Regions from separate parts of the Lactuca sativa genome. Here region 1 is linked to region 2. The links are chromatin contacts, called in public Hi-C maps. All regions are on one chromosome and are shown on one strand. The core of a region is the stretch at or near the end of the contact, and the rest is flanking DNA. Distances in the headings are between cores, read along the strand shown.

Region 1 (7,184 bases), core at 306-2,805, 490 kb before region 2:
GCATGGTTCGATTACATCACATCAATGAGGGACTTGTCTACTTGATAATTTTTAATGATACTCTGATAAATGTTTTAAGATCTTGCAGTTGTGAATTAAATAAATACTTAAAATTTTAATCAAAAAATTTGGATTGAAATTTGGGACGTTACAGCATAATACTTAACAAATTAGATTGTGTTGGATGTACTATTAAAAATGATTTTTTAGATTAAGAGTTAACTTATCAATACAACATTTTTTTTAAACTAGTTTATAAAGTACTAGTTTATAAGATATTACCGTGACTCATTAAGCATTAAATCGCATTAAAAAAATAAGCTAGTTTATGCATGATAAATAAATCCTATTGAGCTAAATCTAAATTACATGTTTAGTCCCTTTTCATGTTTTTGACACACATGGTCTCTTTGAATTTTTTTGGAATGATTGGTCCTTGTAGTTCATCTTATTTTATGTTTGATCTAAAGTTACCATATTATCCTTACTTTGATTTTTCATTAATCTTTAATATTATTTTCTTTTTTCTAATTTATAATAATACCTTATAGTTTAAAAACCACCCCTAAAATAGCCTGTGACTACCAACACCCATTTCTTCCTTCGTGTTACCACCCCTAACCCCTCAACACCACTTGATCATCCCCACTCCATCGGTAACACACCGATCTTCTTTTGCACCGTTTCCTTATCGTCCAACTCACAACCCCATCCCATTTTCTGATCATCGTTTGGTTGTAAAAAAAACTCAAACCCTTTCCTTAAGATCGGAGTCAATTCTAGAGATTATGAAATTGGTGTAGGGATAAACATATCCAAATGGGTATGAGAATATGATAAAATTGACACACTTTTTGATGAAAACACTAAGGAAATGAAGAACTCCATTTCCATGTAGCAATACCAACCATTTCCTTTAGCAAAAATAAGGGACAAAACCCCAAAATTTATAATTTTTTTGCCATATATAGAGGAAAAAATTCCAGTGACTTTCAATATGACCAGTTAACAACATGTTTTGAATCGAAATCTTAAAGAAAGGAGTTGTGAATTCAAGAAAATCAACAATGAGAAATCGTAAAGATTTCACTAAGTAATCTAGGTATGAGCATTGTTAAGGTCCCAATCTTTAAAGTCCTATGTAATTGAATATTGGTATACTTAACGTAAACGAAGAAAAAAAAACACTAATTGATCAAAGCATTAAACATGCCTAAAATTATATATTTATCCTCTTCATCCACCCTTACAAATCAAAATATAGTGTCTTTTGTAGAAAAAAAGAACACTAAAAAATATTAGAAAATGCTAAAGAAAATTACTATTTATGTAAGTTAAAGACTTAGGACCAAAGACCCAATAAAGTAAAACAGTATGTATCATTCGTATAAATAAAAAAGACTAAACTTATAACATTTTATAAACTGAGGGACCATTTGTATAACTTAAGTGTAAACTCTTCCAGACGCACGCGCGTCCATTGAAGCGAGTGAAACCGCAAGTACATAAACTTTTCTGCTTCCCAACAAACAACCTCCTCTCATTACAACGGTCGCCAATTCGTTCCCCCTCCCAAAAAACCTCCATCTCCATCTCCGATTCTCTCTCGTTATTCTGCCATTTTTCATCACTCACTTGTGTTTGACCCCCAAAGTAGCTAGGGTTTCTTTATTGCCAAGATCATTAAAACACACACAGGCATACATATGATGGAGATAATGTCGAACTTCGATCACGATAATCGAAATCCAAGGGTTTTGATGCACAACGCACTCATTGTTCGACGCTTATCGTTTTCATATCACAAGCTTCCTAAACAGCTTCTCAAGTTATCTGTTCTGAAATTAGATGGTTCTTCCTTTGGTAAACTTTCGATTCTTCTGTTATCTCGTAATATAATCTGTTTTCACGCTCAATTTCAGTTGTTTAAGTTCTGATTTCTTTTCTTTGACTATTTAGGCGTCGAGGTTTCTATGAATGCTACCGTAGCAGATCTTAAACTCGTATTAGAGGAGTTTTTTCGCTTCTTGCCTAAGGAGAAGAGATGCATTGTTTCCTGGTAAGATGCGTATATTTTCGTATTGAAGATCGATCGATGTTGTTACTTGTTACAGATTCATATTTTGGTGCAATTGGCATTAACACGCTATAACTTTTAACTTATAAAACAGTTTTTTCCTTGATTGCAATGAACTCGTATAAGCTTTTACGTTGAATTTCATTCCCTTGACCACGAATCTAGGTCAAACTGTAACTTTTTTTTTTCAACTATAAAGATCAATTTCTAAAAGTGATACTTCAAACTAAACTGATTTCTTGAATGAGACAGCAAAGGAAACAGTTAGACTTGAAAATGGCAGGATCAACACATGTGAAGACTGATTTGGAATTCAATTATTTGTTGAATTCTACAATTGTTAAATAGAACCAGACTGTTCCTTTTGGTTTATCTGAAAAGTAAACTATTTATTAACATCTCAAGAAACTTCAATGATATCAGGTCACATGTATGGGGGCATTTTTGTCTGTGCTATAAAGGCCAAAAGCTGTTGAATGATAAAGCTTATATAAGAAGACTTGGAATCAAAGATGGTGATCAGGTTATCTATTATCCCATATCATATCCTTCAATTTAATATACCCATGCTCTTATAAATAAACGTGCTCTAAATTTTTTGTCATTGATACATTCAGATTAAATTTGTACGACATGTTACAATCAACTATCGACCAACAAGACAACAAATGATCAAGAACCAAAGTGATGAGTTGAAACAACCTTCAATGTATGAATCAATCACTTCATTCCCATTATATTTTAAAAATATTTGTTGCCTGTTTTGCAACTAAAATGTTGTTTTTTTTTTTTTTAATTTTCAGATCAAGTGATGATGCCAGAAACTGTGATTCTATTGAAGAAGATGAAGAAGGGGAGTCGATGTTCATTCATGGCTCTAAAGTGGCAAACTTCTTGAAAGGTTGGTTTTCATACAGGAAATTTCGTAATAGTATTGTATGATAATGATTCAAATAGGCAGTTGATTTTTTTTTAGAATGTTGTAAATTTAGGAATTAAGATGGTGGATCAGCCTTTTTTTTGGAATATACTTTTAAAATCAACGATTTAAGAGTTAGTATTGCGAGTTTATAACCAAATAAAGATTTGATTACCTAATATATAAATTGATTTTGGAAACGTGTTTCATCTTTTTCTCTTTGAGTACCAAAAATGACAAAAAAAACCACTTTTTATTATTAATAAGTTTAACATGAGAGACGAATTTTATGACTAGTTTTTAAAAGTTAAATCCATCAATTTTACTTGGGAGATTTTTGTTTTTACATGTTTTTAAAAATAAGTTTTAACATATAGACAAGTTTAAAGTCACATTTTTTCAGAAGTTGACTACTTTTGAAATTCAAAAAATGATTGTTTGCATGACTAAAAAGTTTTAAATGTCATTAATTTGTTTAAACAAATTTTTAAATGTATATAATTTGTATTCGTCATCTAATGTTAGACTTTCTCTACGGGAATACTTGTAATCTCTCTTGCATTGTAACATCATTGGACATTAGTGAATCTCATTGGTTTGATTGGAATTTGGATGGAATGGAATTACAATGTAATGGAATGGACTTTGGTTGGATGGAATGGAATGTAATAACAAGGGAATAGAGTTGATAGAGCAATGAAATGGACGAGGTAAATAACATTCATTTGTAACCTTAGGTTACTGTTACTTTCATTGAATGAAATGAGTAATTTTTTTTATTATTTTTTTTTTTAATTTTTTTTGAAACAACAAATCTAGTTACTTCTAATTTCACCTTTGTCTCAAGTAAAGAAGGAGGGCACCATTTAATATCACAATGGACAATGGCTAGAAACCCTTTGGTAATCTGAGTTTAATTGATATGAAAAGATGAGTGAATGAAAAGAAATTAATTACCAATAATAAAAATACACTTGTAACACATAATGTTACAATATTTATTACATCATCCAGACAAAAATATATGGTATTTTCTAGTGTAATAAATGGGTATTCAATAAATTGAATTACAACTAGTACACTAAATAAGTCATATAAATATGGTGTTGTAATAAAACACTTTAAAAGTTTATCTCAGAAAAATATATGAATGTCTATCAAAAAAAAAAAGTTGTTCATATCATAATGTTCGCAACTTAAAAAATGTAAAATCAAAAAATTACACATACATAACATCAAACAACATTGTCGAGCACAAATCTAAATTTGTCATCATCGATTGTAAAGAAGATTATCATCATTTAAATTGCTTGTATTTTTTCACGTCTATTCCGTTCAAGTCGAGCTATAAGCACAAATAGGAGTAAAAGCTTTTAACATTAAACACAAAAAAGTATCGAATATCCAAGTAAACATGAAGCAACCAAGTAACAACAATGTTAATAAGAAACTATGATGATGATTACTAAAAAAAATATGGAAACAAAACGATTGGTGTACACGCAAACAGGCATGCTTAAGAAACTTATTTAATTTTGTTTATGCTAAGTGTATGTTTGGGAGAAATAATTGTTAGCAAGAAGCTGTAATATTTATTTGTAAGAAAGTGTTTTGAAAAATGTAGTTGTAATCTTTTGAAATATGCAAAAATTAAAAAAAACATAAAAGTTAAAATCTCATAAAATTTTTCAAAAGCTACTTGAACTGTTTTTTGGATTATAAATTCTTTGTTTTGAAATAGACTTTTTCAACTCATGCTTCCAAATGAAACTTTTTGTTTTTTTAATGCGAGATTGATTTCAAAAGCTAAAAACTCCAAACACTTGTTGCCAAAACATACAAAAATGGAGATGCTTGTTGTTTTGGTTAATTCACATGTATGTTAGGGACAAAGACAACTAGCCATTTTATTTTGGAAACCTAAATAGTTATAATTTAGAAAATAGTAACCAAGCCTTGATGCCCAATAATTTGATTATCAAGATTATTTTCTAACCTCAATCCTCTGAGTGAATATAATTTGCACCACAATGAGGATATACAATAATTTAGTGATTTTTTCGTTACCAGGAAGACCAATTTCACATAACAATCTATATGCATCCACTATCCCTATTTTGAAGGGAGATTGAAATTGAAATCCGAGTTGAACCATCAACTTCCCACCTATCATAGGTTGGGAAACGAATATTTTCATAAGCACTTTAAGATATTTCATATCATTTGCTCAAAAATTAAATCACACGGGGTCACATAATATTAAATCAAGTTAATGACATTCCCCATAACTGTGCCCCATCGAACACATGATTGACTGTTTTACCTACCATTAGGGTTGGTAAATATGGCGAGAGCGTTATCAGATAAGTTTTATCCCGTAACACAAGCATCCAATGACATTTGCGGTATTCATCAAGGATAATAAAAACTCTTCATGACTATTGGGAACGATTCGATAGTCTTCGTGCTATTTGTTCACAACATCAAACTCCCAAAAACTCCTTATCTAATAATTCTATGAATTCTTCCTTCCATTAAAATGATATCGATTAACACATCTGGTATCATGATCCCTTTAGCAAAACACCACAAGAAAATTAGGAGCTCATTAAAACCATGGCTCTAATTGGCTTTAAATTCTCAACCTTTTAGGAACTGAAAAGACATGCATAAAGAACTCCAACCTTGTGTCAATGAGGTAATTACATCTAATATCAAGAAAAATCTTGCATTAACTACTTTTGTTCAATAATTGGTAATAGGAAATAATCAACAAGTGATGTTGTGTAGTATTTATGCTACATTCGATCATCAAACAATCTCAAGTTAAGACCATAAGCTTTTAAAAAACTTGGGTGTTAAACGATAACTCAAGTTGTTTGATAGCTCAATGGGTAGTTTCAACCCCTATATCATTCTTAAAAAACAAAAGGATACTTATGCTTCGTTGCATACATACAAAGTGCATCTATGAGCCTCCCACTAGGACTCCCACCATTCAATCAGTTGGTCAGGAACTTGTTACTATATATACCCATTAAATGTTACTATATATACCCATTAAATGTCTGTTCCTATTATCTTTACTTTGAGACGACATCTCATTATCACAACTCCAATTTATATGTATAATATATCGTTCTGAAGCTCTCTTCAAGGAGAACAAAATCTAATTATATATTATTAAAACGTGTAAATTTATTCATATTTAAATTCGGAAAAATAATCATATTTTCTAGTTAAAGAAAGTTCATGTTTTTCCAACATATTGTGTACAAAGAGAGGTTATAGGAGTTGACGACAGTAATGATAAAAACTAATTCATCATCACTCTCGACTCCTCAAACTTTTCGCTAAGCCCCACTATCCAACAATAATGTAAATAGTTCTTACCGGTAGTATTTTTTAAGTTTAAACCTTATAGTTCAAAAATAACAACTTACTATCAAGTATTTCGAAATTTTACATTCAAGAATTTTTATTTAATTTCTTCCTATAAACATGAAACACGAAGGTTTATTATCGTAATTCAATCATTTAAAAAGATTAAAAATATTTAGAAGGTGTTTGAGATTGCTTTTCAAAATAGCTTATTGTTGTCTTTTCAAAAAGTCAACAAATAAGAAAAAGCTATTGCATAAGTTCTTTTCAAAATGACTTTTGGCATGTTAAAAAAAAATATTGAGTTTTGAATTGCTTTTATCTTTTGGGAAATGACTATACATTCTCACTTTCTTCTTTTCTTTCTTTCCATCCCCTTTTTATTCATTTTATATTTATAGGGTGTGTTTTTTTTTTCACCACAAAAGTTAATCCAAACATTTTTAAAAACCTTTTTATTACCATTTGGTAATATGAGTTTAATTGGTATGAAAACATGAGTGAATAAAAAGAAATTAGTTACCAATAACAAAAATACACTTGTAACACATAATGTATATAAGTTACAATATTTATTACATCATCCAGAAAAAAAAATATTTTCTAGTGTAATAAATGGGTATTCAATAAATTGAATTACAACTAGTACACTAAATAAGTCGTATAAATATGGTGTTGTAATAACACACCTTAAAAGTTTATGTCAGAAAAAAAAAAATGAATGTCTATCAAAAAAAAAAAGTTCATATCATAATGTTCACAACTTAAAAAATGCAAAATCAAAAAATTACACATATATAACATCAA
Region 2 (7,348 bases), core at 2,494-4,993:
TATTTTTTTTAAATCAAAATTTTATGTTTGAAATTTGGGATGTTATAGTTTTACCAATTTAGACATTAGTAATTGAGTTTAGAAGTTTCTAACTTTAATATCGGAAACCTCCTCCCTCCTTTTGTAATATTTTCTTTAATTTTATTAATAGAAAAATTCTAAATTTGAACATTCTTGTTCCCCGAGAGCTCGATACATTTATTTACCATCACTAAACTTTTAGACGATCGGGTTCACCACATGTGTGTGCTAGTTGAGTTGTGATAGATTAGGATTAATAAAACTTGATAAAAATTTTGTATAAAAAACACATCATCAGTCCATTTATCACATGTATGATTTCCAATGCTCTCCTTAAGGCGATTTTAAAGTTCTGAAGTTTAGAACTTGAAGCAAATCAAAAGGGGATGCAAGGGAAGAAAATAATCAAGCCATCTAAGTGAATCAAGGTACCTTCTTTCACCTCTAGTTAAGCCTCAATGTTCAACAATGGTGGAGGTCGAAGAAATTTACTAGAACTTTTTTCAAGTGCTTCGAATTTCCAAGTTTGATATTGTTATGAGTATCATGATCATGATTCTAAGCTTATTTTGATAAATATATGGTTGAATTCTTAAATTTGAAGAATATGAACTCAAACCCTAATTGGGTAAGTTGTTAGATAAGTGAAATTATTTCTTAATGAATCAAGACATAATTATGAGATACTCGTAGAGCTTAATTGATTTTGTTCACAGAAGTTTGGAATGAGAAATTCATATGATCAAGTGTATGATCATTTTAAATATGAGTTGGAATTAATCTCTTTATGGATTAAGACATGTTGTTAAGAGCTTAATGTGCTATTTGAATAAGTTTTGGCAAGGAGATTAATTAAACTGCACCAAGTGAAGGATAAAAGTCAAAGTAATAGACAATCTTCACTAACTAAATGAGATGAGTTTTATGAAGCTTTTTAACTAGGAGTATATAACTTAATGAATTAAGAACTTTTTTTAAAGATACTATTTATAAAGTTAAGTAATATACATGTTTATGTTTATGGGATTTTGAAATAAATAAGCCTATGTTATAAATTTTGGTAAATGACTCGTGTTATACATGGTTGACTTGAAATTACTTAATATTGTTATGATTAAATTGTAAAGCATGACATTGTATGTGATTGAATCTTGGAAAGAAAAATGTGATCATGCATCATCGAGTGAACTCCATAATAATGTAAAAGAAATGTAAAAGTCGGCTAGCCTATGATGTCCCACAAGGTGACTAATGAGACTCTGTTGGGAGAGTACCTTTCATCACGAAGCAGGATTCTTTGAACGATGAGGCCATAATATGATGATTTGTTTTCATGTGGTAGTCAACAACTACATTAGCACAAGGTGACTTTTTGGTCCTTATCGGACCCAAGGATATAAAACGAAAATGGAAATGACTAATGAAACGGAACGAAACCTGTAAGTTTGCATTGTGTGAAAACATGCATTGCATAGTTAGAAATCATTTTAAAGTTATTGAATTTTTTTGGGCAAATGACATAAAAGCCCTTAAGTTTTCACAAAAATATCGGTTTTACCATTGGACGTGTTTTAGGTCCAGTAAAACCGGATATTTTGTTTAATTTGCTCATTTATATACCTTTTTAGCCGGTTTCCAGGTAATTGGTCATACCGGTTACCTGATATCAGTAAAACCCTTGAGTTTTCAAAATTGTTCGTTTTTATCCTTAAATTTTCAAAATTATTTGGATTTATCAAATGTTTAAAATGTTTTAGGTCTAAACCTATATGACTCTGGATCGTATGCAAAAAACTAAAAACCGAAAAGATCAGCAACGAGGTTTTGAAGAGCCCGGACATAGTTTATATATCCACGGTTTTACTATGATTTTTGCCTACATCATAGCATCCCATATATGTCTTTTGGAAACAATAAAAAACGTTTTGTGTTTGTTCGTTGGGACCATATTTTGATAGATGTGCATAATGCCAGAAAATATTATAAAATGATAGTGCAAATTAAAACGTCGGCTGTTACAAGTAAATTGTTATTTTATATGGATTTAACATAAAGAAAAACGAAAAGTTTTCAACTTTGAAAATCAAACCCCAACAAAATCATAGTAAAAAATTACTTTTGGACTTCATTAAAATAATATAAACAATATTTACAGTTTTATAAAAACATCGGTACTAGATGCATAAACAAAATTGATTCAGAATTTGTAGGTTCAAATCAAATTTTGCATGTACGTACGGTTTGGTTTTATATTATTAGTTAAAAGTTAAATAAAATTGTTTATTCAAAAAATAGGTAGTCCTAACTTCTGTTCAAATCTAAGCCATCAACACTAGAAAAGGACTAGGTCACTTTTATGAACTGCGAGAGTGGAAACATAAAAGTCAATGGTTCAATTGTCTTTTGATACTATATTAGAAAATATTATCAGATTAAAATAAAAAGATTATTTAAATAAGTAAAATATTATCTCCTACTTACATTATAAAACTCTACGTGGTTATTATAAAGTACTATTTGCCAAGAACTTCATATCAGTAAAAGTATAAATATATTCATATAATTAAATTAATAACACAGTTTATATCTTATATCTTATAGATTTCTTTTTTGCTAGAATTTATGGTGTTCTCATATATCCTTTTCGTTCCCTATTTTTAGTGGTTAGACTTGACGTTTAATAAAAATATGTATTCTTTTTTTTTTTTTACAATTTAATTGTTTAATTATTAGTATTCAATTTGAACCTACCCATTATTTTATTTATAAAGTTTTGTACTTTATCTATTATCCAATATTATTAATCTATTATTAATAATACAAAATTACAATACAATATCTTGATTATAAAAACATACATACACGCATGCATGTGTTAAAAACAATTGATTTCTAAAAATCCAATAATTGAAAATTAAAATAAAATAAAATTTTACAAGCTATACTTCATGTTCTTACATCATTTATAAAGTCTAATAAGTTAAACAAATATAAAAGAAAATTTTCATGATAATCCTTATAAAAGCCAAGTGGGAATACAGCATTTATTTTGTCATTTATATGTCTGTGATAAAATATCTTTTAACTTATATTAGGAGATAGATGTTTTTTTGTTACATGTTAAATTCAATAATTTAGCTTATTAGGTTTATAGAATTCAAATATACCTACATTTTCAGAGAATGCAACATTCTCACAAAAGAAGTAAACTAAGATTGTGTTTGTATGTAGTTTTTAAGAACCTTTAATTCTAACTTTTTGAAAAAACTCAAAAAAAAATAATTTTTTCGTTCACCAAGCTTATAGTTTTTAGTTATACAAAAAAAAATCCAAAATCATTTCAAATAACATTTAACAAAAAGAAAACTCTTTTATAATTTTACAAACTGACTTAATTTTCATTTTTAAAATCAATGATATTTTTTAGATAAGTTTTTTATATAATTTTATATATTTTAAAATTTTTTAATTATTTTTATCAAACATTTATATACGTATAAAAGCTATAAGCTATAAAATATTTTTCCCAAAGAGCCTCTATTCAAATCAATTTTTTTACATACAGTTTTATTTTATGATTTTTTTTTTCTTTTGAATCTTTAACTTCAAGTACAAACACATTTTCACAAAATCCATTGCAATTAATAATTATTTTATAATAATTTGATTGAGAAGAAAGTACATGTTTAATTCGGTTATAAATAAGCGCACACAGGACATGCTTAGATAAGGAAGTGACCAACTGTTCCATTTTTCACTCGCCCCCTTCCTTCCATTTTCGCCGGAAAATTCTCTATTTACAGAGAGATGTTTGCAGAAGAAAATGGCTTACATGGAGACCCAAGGATAAAGGCCATTTCAGATGCCATAAGAGTCGTTCCTCACTTCCCTAAACCAGGTATTTTGCCTTGTTTTTTCACTCTGGCTTTTCGTCGAACAGGTTGTGTTCTGATTCGTCAACTCCATCTTTTCTTCAGGGATAATGTTTCAAGATATAACAACGCTGTTGTTAGATCAAAAGGCGTTCAAATACACCGTTGATATCTTTGTCGATCGTTACAGAGATAAGAAAATTTCAGTAGTTGCTGGTATTATTTCTGTTCACTCCTCTTATAAGCTTTCATGCATAGATTCTCTGTTAAACATGTGCTTCTTCCTTGTTTGGTTTCTCTGCAAAATTTAGGGAAAGGAATATGATACTCCACCAGTTCATCTTATTCTATTTGCATGAGTAGATCAGTGTGTCAGTTTGTGAGTAGTTTATTTCATGATTTTTGAATTCTTTTTCGATGATTTGGTTTCTGTCAATGACTATTATCCCAAAACATTTTTCCTTTCAATAAAATGTTCTGTGAAAGAGGAAAAATACATGCTCCAATTGCTGAAATTAGGGTTCTTAACATTTAGGAATTTGGTGGACCAATTTGTTGTTTCTCAGGTCGATATCTTAGAAGATGTTCATCTTTTCAAGAACACTGTTAAATCCAACATTGTGGCAACGATTTAACCTTTTCTGGATAATAAAATAAAAATAATAGAATATTTCATGTTTGATCTTTGACCTTTGTGGTCAAATCAATTAAATCAATTTAAACTTATCCAATCTGCCCCAAGATCCTAACTTTTTTTTTCCCTTGTGTATTTGTGGATTAAGTAATGTAAAGTTTTGTTATTTGAGGATTTAAACTTTAAAAGGGGTCTTTTATGTAAAAATTTCTCAACAATAAAATACAAACACTTTGTTCTAATAAAAATTTAACCTATTTTGGCTTGATATTATAGAGACAAAATATCATTAACATTATATGAAGTACATTTGGTAGCTCTTTTTATTATCTATTGTTCCTATTCATCCCCCCCCCCCCCCCCCCCCCCCCCCCCCCTTAGATTTTTTAAGAATGAATGATGTAATATGTGGGCCCCAGAACATATCACATGGATTGTTCATATCTAATATGAAATTAACATATCAATGCTGTCATTATGCGTGGATTAAATATTAACGACGTTTTTTTTAATGTGACAACTAACCTTGTTAGTTAGCTAAGATTTTTTAGAGACAAAAAATTTGCAATATCAATTACATCAATCACGACTAATCTATTGATTCATTATTGATTGATGACAAAACATAAGCTGAATTTATTAAAATATGGCCTTACAAATGAAAGCTCTGTTTATATATTTACTCTTTCGTATAATCATATTTTTATGGATGTTATTTGCAATTATTATCTTGAATAGCGATTAAAGAAAATTCAATAATAATACATAAAATATAGGAGTGGAAGCTAGAGGATTTATATTTGGCCCTCCAATTGCATTGGCTATTGGTGCTAAATTCGTTCCATTACGCAAACCAAAAAAATTGCCAGGTATGCAGTTAATCTTTTAGATTTTTAAAATTTTTTTTTTTTTAAAATATAATAACTTGACACCAATAATTCATCTACTATTCTTATACAAGATCGGCTTCTTATATATATATTATTATAAAGTTGTTAACTTTAGGGAAAATCTTGCCTTTTGCCCCTTGGTTCAAGGGTGATATTTTTGCCAAAAATGTATGGAAATTTGTGGTCCCCATAATTTAACTTTTTCCCTTTTTTATAAAACTAAAAATTAACTTTTTTTAACAAATCATATTCAATAAATCAATATTGATCTCATTTGGAAGAAGACATCTATTTTAGTTTTAAATGAGTATTTCATTACAAATAATTTTGTATGTATTTGATTATAAATTATAATAAAAAGTTGTAAATTGTACTTCCTATATAAATGTAAATTTAAAACAATCTTATATGTAAACCTAGTACTCTAGTATTGGTGGGACCCATTTATTTATTATTATTAGTATTATTATTTTATCAAACATAAAACAAGTTGTTTCTTATTCTTCTGTGTACCTGATTTACATCTGTCTGATATAACTCTAACCTGCTTCGAATTTTAGGTGAAGTTATATGTGAGTCATATGTGCTCGAGTACGGTACGGATTGTCTAGAGATGCATGTTGGGGCGGTGCAACCCGGGGAAAGCGTGTTGATTGTAGACGATCTAGTGGCCACAGGTGGGACCCTCTCGGCAGCCATAAGGCTTTTAGGTACATTTTTTATATTCAAAATAGCATCTTACTTTTACTTTTATCCCAATAATAAAAACACATTTTCAACATGTTTTTTTTTTTTCTAGAACGTGTTGGAGCCGAGGTTGTTGAATGTGCATGTGTAATTGGATTGCCACAAGTCAAGGTAATAAAATTTATTGTTCACTATTTTTTTTATATTCTTTTGTTCTACTTGAATTTAAAGTTACGTGTCAACAGGGTAATTGGAGGCTAAATGGAGTACCACTGTATGTTCTCGTGGAGCCTCGCCTAACCGACTTGGTACTTTTTTTTTTAGTAATGACCGAATTACCCTTGAGTAGTTTTTTTTTATGCTTGAATGTTATTTAAACAGGAATGTAGCTTGTGAGAGATGTTGAAGAAAATATTATTGGGAAAGCGTTTGGGGTTTTGGAGTTGTGGGGAGAGATGGAATTTGTGTATTTGTTGGGGACTCTTGAGGTCTTAAAACATCACTTGAGCTTTTCAGAAGTATTGGTTTTGTGGGGAGATGGTGGCATTGGTGTAATTGTTAGGGTTTTTTTTGGGGTTATTAGGGATTTTACCCGTTGGAAGATTAGCTTTATGGGTGCATTTTGTAGGTGGATACATTACTTTAATTGGATTCAGAAGTTGGATTATGAATATATGGTTTAGTGATTTCTTCATGAATCATCATTGGTTTTAACTTTTAATTGAATTCACAACTTTTTCTTCCATCATAAAAAATACCACAAAAGACTGATAATGATTGTGAATTAGCAAGATATGCATTTTACCTGATAAAAATCGCTTCGCAATTTTTGTTGTACTATTGTTTTAACTACTAACAATGATTGTACACATGGGGAATGATACTGCGATTGCTACCTTGTGGGAAAAATTAACCTTAAGTTGCACGTTGGTGTGTTGGCCCCATTTTTTACCCAATAATAATACTCGTTGAAACAATCTTTGAAAGGTTGTAAGTCTTCCACGATTTTCTCGTTACGACGTATTGAAAACATGCTATCATTAATATTCCAAATTCATGTGTTAAAGTCCACTACAACGGTCGCCCAATGACTATTGTTGTAGTTAATGAGAAGCAAAACATGTATAATAATATGAACATTATATTAAAAGATTCTAAATTACAAATAATTTAAGGTTTATATTATAAAAAAAAAAAAAAAAAAAAAAAAAGAAAAAAAAAAAAAGAAAAAAAAGAAGAGTACA

What was found. A called contact is a pair of places that touch in the nucleus more often than the background predicts.
Region 1: a contact with region 2 is called in a Hi-C map of seed, with 6 times the contacts expected there. The contact joins the promoter of LOC111898912 here to the promoter of LOC111898891 in region 2. A contact is called at or near these places in 2 of 4 Hi-C or Micro-C datasets (leaf and seed).

The regions. Positions count from the first base shown.
Region 1 is chr4:153,100,784-153,107,967 of Lsat_Salinas_v11, reverse strand. LOC111898912 reads left to right here and starts at 1,555. Exons shown (of 5, transcript XM_023894800.3): 1 at 1,555-1,863; 2 at 1,960-2,059; 3 at 2,501-2,600; 4 at 2,695-2,786; 5 at 2,881-3,183. The coding sequence starts at 1,707. The coding sequence ends at 3,019.
Region 2 is chr4:152,612,203-152,619,550 of Lsat_Salinas_v11, reverse strand. It overlaps LOC111898891 (adenine phosphoribosyltransferase 5), which reads left to right and starts at 3,743. Exons shown (of 7, transcript XM_023894780.3): 1 at 3,743-3,919; 2 at 3,999-4,109; 3 at 5,304-5,396; 4 at 5,978-6,127; 5 at 6,217-6,275; 6 at 6,350-6,412; 7 at 6,486-6,805. The coding sequence starts at 3,829. The coding sequence ends at 6,500.